2 separate regions of the Pan troglodytes genome follow, and region 1 is linked to region 2. A link is a contact called in public Hi-C data. All regions are on one chromosome and are shown on one strand. Each heading gives the region's core, a stretch centred on a gene start, on an enhancer-like site or on the middle of the called end of the contact. The rest is flanking DNA. Distances are from core to core; before and after follow the strand shown.

Evidence for each region. A called contact is a pair of places that touch in the nucleus more often than the background predicts.
Region 1: a contact with region 2 is called in a Hi-C map of stem cell-derived neural progenitor cells, with 4 times the contacts expected there. The contact joins the promoter of GNG12 here to the enhancer-like site in region 2. A contact is called at or near these places in 4 of 7 Hi-C or Micro-C datasets (blood, induced pluripotent stem cells and stem cell-derived neural progenitor cells) and 1 of 1 datasets of contacts at active chromatin or transcription factors (stem cell-derived excitatory neurons).

What each region holds. Positions count from the first base shown.
Region 1 is chr1:163,152,450-163,157,198 of NHGRI_mPanTro3-v2.0_pri, forward strand. It overlaps GNG12 (G protein subunit gamma 12), which reads left to right and starts at 2,475. Exons shown (of 5, transcript XM_009460436.5): 1 at 2,475-2,609.
Region 2 is chr1:163,218,344-163,223,287 of NHGRI_mPanTro3-v2.0_pri, forward strand. GNG12 (G protein subunit gamma 12) reads left to right here. Exons shown (of 5, transcript XM_009460436.5): 3 at 684-713. Among named protein-coding and RNA genes, the nearest start is that of GNG12, 66 kb to the left of the region's middle. Within about 2 kb of position 1,703, at least 15 of the 24 cell types and tissues checked have an H3K27ac peak or open chromatin away from gene starts, as enhancers often do. A contact at or near this core is called in induced pluripotent stem cells, stem cell-derived excitatory neurons and stem cell-derived neural progenitor cells, where this site is marked.

The DNA.
Region 1 (4,749 bases), core at 1,225-3,724, 65 kb before region 2:
ACACATTTCCAGCTGCCCTGTGCCCAGGCAAAGCAAATCCTGCAGCTGGAGCTGGTACTCTGAGAATATGATGTGGGTGCTGGCGGGAGGGAATGAAAGCATGCCTGGAACCAGTGTGCACGAAACTGGAAAAGGACTGGAGGGGGTATCGCCAAGCACTGGCAGCAAGTGCTGGAATTAGGCATGTACTTTAATATAAACTAGAGTAGAAGATTGATGCTTGCTTTTCAAACCCATGATTACATGCTTGGAGTTACTAACTGCCAGGGTAATATATGTACAAAATAACAAAAGTGAGTCAATAAGAAATATAAATAAAAAATAGGAATTACAGTTGTATGAAAATGGAATGTGAATCCTTTAAGTTTGGGAAACATCAGCAGAGTAGAAAGGACACTGGATCGAGGGCATCGATAAAAGCACAAAGTATTGGGTCAGCCAGCCAAGGTTTGAATCCTGGCTCTGCCAGTTTTGCTCTGTAAGACCTAACCTTCCTGTGACTACGTCCTTAGGTTGTTAGGAGGATTAAAAGGTTTAATATATGTAAAGCACTTAAAGCAACATCTGCTATGCAGAAAGTGCTGGTTAAGTATTAGCTCTTATCATTCCTGCCTTGCTATTAGGTTGATGCAAAAGTAATTGCGGTAATAACTTCTGTACTAACCTAATACTATCTCGATCAGTGCTTCTCAAACTATCTGTGATATTTTATTTTCAATCTGTTGCAGGCTGATGCCTTTCCACATAAAAGAAAAACGAAATAGACATAAAATACAAAGCTGCATTTTAAACGATTTAACAGACATAAAATTACTCTGTCAAATTGCTGTAAGTTTCTACATGCTCATCTGCAATTTCTATGCTCATCCCTTTGTAGATGGGTAACGGTTTGCAGACTGTCACTATTCTATGAACCACACTTTGAACAGCACTCAACTAGAAAAACCTTCCACAAGCCGCTTAAGTTACTGGTGGCAATACGTGGTGTTCCAGCTTCCAGGTTTTTTCAAGAGACTAATGAGAGAAAAGTAAGAGTAAGTACATGAAAGCACTTATTAAACTATAAAGTGTCCCAGGAAGGAAAATTAGTAGCATAGCTTAGAGGAGTCTATTCTGTGGTCTGTGGCCAAAAAATACAAACTCCAGTATGCCACCCCTCAGTCCCTGTGGTGTCAAGCTGTTCTGTTTCAGGTGTATCATTTGAACTGTTAGTACTTGTGAATCAGTCAAGCATTTCCTAATGCTGAACAGAACAGGAAATAAAGACCCCTCTGGCAGTCTGTGGCTTGCATCCCACAAACCATCGCCATCCGCAGCTTGCTAAGACCACACTCCTGGGGCAAGGCATGCATTCATACACCTACTCTACCTGTGACACCTCTTCTACATGTGCAAATGATTTCACTAAGCCTGAAACTTGCTTAGGGGTCAGAAGGAAAGCAAGAGGGAATATAATGCCCTGACTGCAGTCCCTAGTTCCCAGATTCCCCAGGGCCCACTTGTCCTCAGTTGGTGAAACTCAATACACAGACATCCCTCACCAATGCTTTCAGACTCCATTTCAACTGTGGACTCTGCCCACACTGGTTCTAAGTGACCTACTTTGGCCTCACCTCTTTTCTCTCCACCCTGTCAAACAAGAAAGCGGCTACCTAGGAATACTCTAAAAGTCCGCTGAGTGGTTTTCTGAACATCCAGCTTCTTTACTCTTTCTGGGCAAGCCCCCTGTCTGATTCATCTTTGTACCTCTCCCATCACCTTTAGCATCGCAGTTGGTACACAGCGGGTGCTTGGTAATGTTTGTCGAATGGCCGAAGGAATAGTACAAAATCTATGGAAGCAGAAATGGCTCCTCCATTTACCCGACCTTGAACCCTTCCAGAAAAGACCAACCAAATCCCATTAATTCATTAGGCAGAACTCTGCCAGGTACTGGACATTCGGAAACAAATTTCAGGGGTTCGGGGCAGATGGACGGGAAGCTCATGGTGGGTGGATGTACTACAAATTCTATAATCCGCAGTTATACCTCCACTTTCTGGGAAACGTCTCTCCGTGGCCCCAGGGCCCTTTAAATGTTACTATGAGTGTTTTCCTCCATAGTTTCTGGAACAGAACCAAACTTTCGTGTAGGGGTTTGGCAGCGCTCATCCTCACAGCCCTGGGGACCGCTGGCACAGGGGCAAGCGAGGCGTTCGCACGCGAAGGAAACTTGCGAGGAGTCAGGGCGGCCCCGCGCGAGGGCGGGTCGGAGAGTGGGGGGCCTCAAGTCCTAGAACTTCAGGTCCTCCATGAGAATTAGAGGAAGGGGGATGGCCAAAGACGACCAGACGTCCACCGAGCTTCCCCAGGCCAGGCCTCGCCCCTCCTCCTGCGGGGCCACAACGCGGGCTCCCCGGCCCGGGGCAGCACAGCCAGGGCGTCCGGGCGGGAGGCAGGGCCCGGCGCGGAGGAAGGAGCCCGGGGCCGCCGCCGCCCCGCCCACCCCAGCGAGGCGGAGCCGGCGCCCGGAGGAGCAAGAGGAGGAGGAGGAGAGGTCGGAGCCGTCTCCAGGAGCCCTTAGAGACCGAGTCCCGGCGGCGACGGCGGGGCAGCGCACCGGCAGGCGGGTGAGTACCAAGCGGCGGGCGCGGGTGGTGAGTCGGGTCCCCGCGGGGTCGGGGCGCGGCGCGGGGCGTCGGCCAGCGAGTTCGGGGGCCGCCTCCGAGTCCCGGGTGCTGGGAAGCGAGATGGAGGGAGGGAGCGGAGGAAGGAAGGAAGGAGGGGAGAGTGTCCTGCTGGAGGGCGGGGACTGGTCTGAGCGCTGGGCGCCGGAGACCGGGGGGAGGGGGAGGAAGGGGCCAAGGGACACCGAGACCCAGAGGCAGAAACGCGCGCCCTCGACGGGCGGCCGCCCGAGGTTGCGGGAAGCCGCCCCCACGGCTGTGGCTGGGGCTAGGGCTGGGGGTGGAAGGAAAGGTCTCCCCTTGAGCTCGCTTGCCTCCTCGCCAGCCTGCGGCCGTGCGCCCCGCGCCGGGGTGGGAGGCCCCCAGTGTTCCCAGCCGTGGCTTGTGGTGGTGTCAGGCGTTGGAGGAGGGCTGGCATGTGGGGGCGACAGGGACGCCACGCCCCTCTGCCTACTTTCTACCTCCCGGGACCAGCCGGCGGGAGCGCAGCCTTGGAATCCGCTGGGCGCTGGGGGTCTAGCAGGGAAATAGCGGGTCGCAGAGGGGAGAGCCCATATGACGCACCCCGCGAGGGACCCCCGAGTGGGGACCCGAGGCTGCTTTTCTGCAGACTGTATTTGCAAGTGGTAAGGGGGAGGTTGAGGCTTAGTCTTGGGTGATTTTTTTTTTAAATTATTGCCCCGACAGTTATCCCGTGGGGCAGGGTGACTTCTGTTTTTCATTTTAATTAGGGCATATCAATTAAAGCTGACTTTAAAACGCTGTCACTTAGCACCTCCCGTCACTCACTCGTCCCTCGCTTTGTGTGTCCTGTAAACTTGGCTTAAATCATTCATAACTCACGATAAGGAAGCCGTGATTCTTGTTCACGTCGCCGCAGTGGAGTGAAACTTTGCCCAACTGAGACTGAGTGGAGGCATTGCTGCGGCCGGTCATCTGGTGGTCATCCTGCCGGGCGTGGTTGTATACAAACAAGTGGGTCGAGAAGGAAATCTCTGAACACCAGAGGTAGAAGGGAGGTTCCTGCGCCCACGTGTCAGGGCGCGTTTAATGGCTGCTCCCAGCGGAAACAAACGGGAATTTATTAGACCGTGTGGAGTTGGACAAACTTCACATGATTAGCTTCCTTCCTATCAGTTACTTCCTCTCCCCCCTGCTGTCTTTGCCGACACAGTTTATATTTCCTGGGGCGGTTGTAGCTTCGCCTGAATAGGCTGTGTATAATGAATCTTTTGGATGTCGTCAGAGGCAGGGTCTGCGTCTGTGCCTTCTCTATTTTAAAAGCGGAGTTTGGCTTTGTTTTTAAAAGTGCTAGTCACCAGACTGCACCCTTGCCAGCGCTTCGCAGCTCTCGAAGTAAATTATCGCAGGATGGCGGCCCTCACCTAGGAGAACCAGGAAGGCAGGCAGCGCTAGAACGACGGGATTGAATTTTACTATTGCCAAAACAATCACATTCAAGTAAGGAGCTGTTTTGTTTTGTTTTTGTTTTTTTAACCAAATTATATGTACTAGCAAGCCCCTTTTCTAGTAAACTAACGTTATTCACACACACAATTTTTAAAGTAATCAAACATTTTACAGAGTCTTAAGTGATAAAAGGACTTTCAGATAAAATGTTCAGTCCCTTTGCCTTCTCTAATAGTTAACCAGCGCCGTAAAGCCCTGGTTTAAGTCCAAAAAATGCTGAAAAGTCTACTGCGTCGTTAGACCTTATAAATAATGCAGTCCTATTTTTGCTGTATTTAACTCATGTAATTTACTAGATATCGAACCCCCAACAGGGCACACAGCACTTAGATTTGTGTAGAAATATATGAAAATGTGAATCTGTGTTTCACAAGAGCCTGAAAAAAATAGAATTATAAAAATTTCCTGTCCAGAAAGCTCCAGTCTTAACTTGAAAGCTCTCTAACAATTAGATTTGTGGATTTGTGTTGTCACTTGTTAGAGAATATCGGTGGTTTATTAAAGTGTGAGAGCAAAGGGCTTCATGGTCAGAAAACTTGAGGAAGTGGTTAGCCAATATCAAATTAGTTTTTTTAAAAATTAGAATTATGTGATTTATTGTGTTTTGCTTTGT
Region 2 (4,944 bases), core at 453-2,952:
TAAATATGTGCAATGATCTGCTTTTAAAAAATAACTATCTTGTGAAACTCACTAGTTCTTTATAGTATCAAAAGTGATTTTTGGCTGCTGAGGCAGCATGGCACAGAGACTAACAATAAGGCTCAACCTGCCCAGCCTCAAATCTATACAAAATACCTTTGTAACCTTGGACAAGTCGCTTACCTCTTAAAGCCTCAATTTCCGCATCAATAAAATAGGGATAATACTGCATAGGGTTATTGAGGTGATTAAGTGAAATAGTCTATATGAAATGTTTAGACTACGTGTGGTTCACAGGATGCAAATAATGGTGGCTGTTATTTTCCCAGCACATTCCATTTTACAAATAAGAATTTGCAGAAGACCAAGCACAGTGGCATGTGCCTGTAGTCCCAGCTCATTGGTAGGCTGAAGCCAAGGATTCCCTTGAGCCCAAGAGTTCGAGTCCAGCCTCTGCAACGTAGCAAGAGCCCATCTCCAAAAAAAGTTTTTAAATCAAATTTGCAGAACACTGTTTTTTGTGATAAATGGCTTTTATGAAGACATTTCTATATGTAAGAAGTTGTTCTTACTGTTTTGTTCAAAAAGAAGAAAATTTATATCTGGTTTGCTTATAAATTCCAAACTGTAGCACATGTGAAAACAAGCTACATCAACTAAACTTAACTTTCTTTTTTTTTTAGGCCTTGCCTCATTTTATTGTTAAGATTTAGGTAAGTGATATTGCCATCAGATAAGGAGAAAATTGTGTATTATTTTTACAAGGACTGAAAATATGCAAACAAACTATGTTTAGATAAATGCTCTCAATTGAGGTCACTTTATTTTGCTGTCTTTCAGTAAAGACTAGTATAGTTGGCACCTTTGTGCAGCCCAAGGAGGTCTGGAAGGGGGGTTGCATAACCTTCCCATGGGTGGAAAAGGAGGAGGAGGCAGAGTCTGAACTAGTGAGATGACCCAAACTGGTGACTGAGACTTGGTCAGGTAGGTGTGGAGAGCTGACCCGTGGCAGAGGAGTTTGTTCCCTTCACAGGGCAGCGCAAGTGTTTCTTTCAGTAGCTCCACCTCGGTATCTGTCTCCAGGCAATGGACAGTCCTAAGCGGGTGGAGCTCAGGCCCTGTCGTGCTGAACCCCTGTCAGCCTCATTAGAGATGGCACCATGTTCAAGAGGCCAAGAAGAGACCCAGAGCCAGCACACGTGACATGGGGTTTTACTGCAGGGGAGAGTCCAGTGGTGGCAGGCTGGACAAGATAACTGCATGGCCCAGCAGTTAAAGAACCCTAAGTTTCAGGATCTTTCACTGGCAACATCCCATTCCAATGCCCTGTAGCTAATGTGATATTCCTAATTTTGTATGATTTTTCTAAAGAGGACCCCCAAAATTGTATAAGGCTTAGAACCCACAAAAACTGGATCTATCCATGGGTCAGGGACACACACACTGTGAGCCTTCTGCCTTGTATGGTTGCTAGGGTGCTAAAACTCACATTTGATTCTCCCTTGGGAATAGGCATTGCCTGTGTATGCCCCTTCTGTAGCTAGACCTGCATTCCCTAAGAGGACACCTAACCCTTTCCGTGAGGGGGAAGCGAGGCCCAGCGAGGAACTGCTGTCCAGGCATCTTCCTGACCACCAGATGCCATCCTCAGGGTAGAAAGGGCCTCGTTTGTGCAGGAAGGGAGGGCAGGCACTCAGACCTCCAGCAGCTTGCTTTGTGGTTTCTCAGAGGGAGGCCCTACAGAGGAGACCGGGTGGGAGGGAGCCCCGTGTGAGGCTTCACCTGGCTTCAGAATTTCCCCAGTGGAAAATTCTCCTGGAAAAAAAAAAAAAAAACACCGACATATATTCTTGAAAGTGTATCATCTTTGGCAAAACCATAGCTGTGATCTCAAGTTTGAGGAGAATGAGCTGGCCCAGCCTTCAGGGCTGTGCTGATTAAGCCCTGCTTATGCTCAGCCGTAATCACATTCCCTCCCTCTTACTGTGCCGAAGGGCTGGGCTGCTTTGCTCATCAGCCGAAGTGAAATGTATTGAGAAGAAGCAGGAGCGCGGAAAGGCCCCTTTGTATGTGAATATCTTTCTAGCACTGTGCGAAAATCCGGGTTTGAAAATAATTTCCCCTTTCAGTGAAATGCGAGCCAACTTCGCCCCCTAGAGGAGGACCAGAGAATTGTTTAAAATGAGCCCTCAAGGGCATTTTTATTGTTCTGATTGATAATTTGGAAAGATTGTCAGCCTGTAATTAGGTGGGACTTTGAAAGGGGCTTGTCTATGAGGGCATTGTTTAGGGGGGTGTGGGTGTGTGTGCGCGCGCCGCGCGCGCGCGCACGTGCCGTGTTTTGTTTGAGTTTTTGCCTTGAGATGTTATTGTAAACTTGGGGTTGAATACTCTTATAGCTATAAAGAGTAAAATGGTTTAAATGCCACCAGGCTTAAGCCTCACAGCTGTTACATTTATAGTGGACTTTTTTTGGCCAGATTTTCACCACTACGTCTAGTTACAACAAATCATTGTTAGTCTTGAGTTTCGTTTCACTCCTTGGGGTTGTGGCAGACGTAAAGCCCACTAGAAAGCAGGAATTTTCAACCACAAACTGGATATGTATTAGAGATCCTAAATTATAGACTTTAGCTATGTCACCCACATTGAAATCTTTTTGATTTAGTCCTGCTAGTTTATTCGCATCGTTTCATTTACACCTGCTACTAACAACTGCCAGATTCAGTCACAGGTTGACTAGGTAGTAGTTATTTCACTACTGCTTCCTATACTTTTTGTGTATTTTTAAAAGAAAAATGCAAAACAGGCAGAAGAATAAGGGTTGAAGTATAAAAACCTTTCTATGTATTTCATCTTCTGTTAAAATATGATCTTATTCTAACACCTTTGTTAAGCGTTTGTTGATTATTCAGCTGCTTTTAATTACCAAATCTGACCCAATTACTTAGCTTCTAATGTGTTCCCTTTATAAATAAAGCCTTTATAATAAAAATCTTATCTACCATCTTTTGTCTGTAGGTAAATATGTGTATCATCTTCATTGTTCTAGATCTTCATCCCTCAAGTGCAATATACAATCATAGTGTTTATATTAGTAATAATTTTAATGTTTTTTTTCTTTCTCTGCTCTTAGAAACACTGAACTGTACTTCAGTATTTGATGGCATGGCATTGTTAAGAGATCGTTACTCGTGCATCAGCTTAATCGCCTACTGGGGGCTGTTTGCCTTAGAAGGATGTGAAAAGAAAAGAGTGTGCATACATTTTATAGATTATTATAAGTTATTTTTTCAATACTTGACAGGAGCATCTAATGACTACTGATAATATTCTTATATATTTTGTCTACTTTAATTTTTATATATTCTTATATATTTTGTCTAATTTTTCATCTCATGCAAGGAAATAATTTTTTGACAATATAATCTGTTGCTTTTTGACCCAAGTGTTTGGAAACTAATTGCCTGAAATACCAAACAGGCTTTGTTTGGAGAAAGACTGATATATTTTTCCCAGGTCTAGTTCCTGGACGATTCCTCTGTGTTCTTGCTACTTGACTCACTCTGACAAAGTCCAGAGGTGATAATGAGCCCTGGGGAGCTGCAGTTTCTGCTAGACCAGAGTAACTCCAAAGCACGAGCAGGTTGATTGTTTTTGCGTGAACACCCATCTTCCTTGCTTGTGGCCATAGCCACCACCCCGGTTATTGAAGGAGAACACACACACATATACACACACGCATATACACACAGCTGTTAGTACCTTTCTGTCTTCTTGGACATCTGTTCCCTTTCCACTGTTGAAAGTGGCCATTAATCTAGTGTTGAGACAGTCTCATTCATTAATGGTCCCTCAAAGTCAGGTAATTGCAATGCTGAGCAACATCAGGATGGTATCTAAGTTCCCTCTAATTTCAGAGCATTTTCAGGCTTTCATTATTATTCACAAATTATAATACGCTGAAGTTTAGACTCTGCTGACTAGGACAGACAGAGGAGAAGGGTAGGCTTTGGAAGTGGGTACTTGGGATAGGTCAGAATAAGGGTTCGTATTTTTAGTAAGAGCAATGTTTTGGAGACATTTTGATAGAATTTTATGGTAAATGCCAAGAGATGCCCCACCTCTTTCTCCTGGTCCCCCAGCTGCAGCTCACTGGCTCATTTGTCTTTCTCTACACACCAGACTATTCCCTGTCTACCTGGAGCACTGCCTCCAGGTACTCATTGTTGCACCAGCCTGTGTATTTCATGTCCCTACCACAATCCATATTTTCTTGTTTATTTCTTTACTTGAGACCTTGATCTCACACCTAAACTACTGGCCCAGAATATACACTCAGTATTTACTGAGTGAATGTGAAGGAGTGAACGAATGAGAAAGCAAACAAACAAAGGAATATATTCAGAGGCATGACAGGAGCAATGCCCTTTATAACCACAATTTAAGGTGAAAGCCACTAAAACAGCAATGCAATACTAGCATGTCAATGCTCAAGGCTTGTTAGCCTGACATGGAGTTCACACTCCATCCTTTGTTAGACTGCAAATTGACAGAGCTTCTTAGACAAAAGTTGTTAATATAGTAACAATCTTAACATATTCTTTTAAATGGATAAATTATTAATATAAAAATTAATGGTGGAAAGCCAATCAGTAATTCATAGGGTGGGAGGGGGGTGGATTTGGAATTATAGCAAAATTATAAAAACAACCTAAAATTCTCTAATAAGGACATGCTTGTGTAAAATGGAATTTGTAGTCCCATCTACCCTGGAGGCTGAGGCAGGAGGGTTGTTTGAGCCCAGGAGTTTGAGGCTGTAGAGCTATGTGATTGCACCACTGCACTCTAACTTGGGTGACAGAGTGAGACCCTGTCTCTTACCAAAAAAAAAAAAGTGATGGATATTTATTTCTGTGGTATCCCTACCAAACATGCATAACC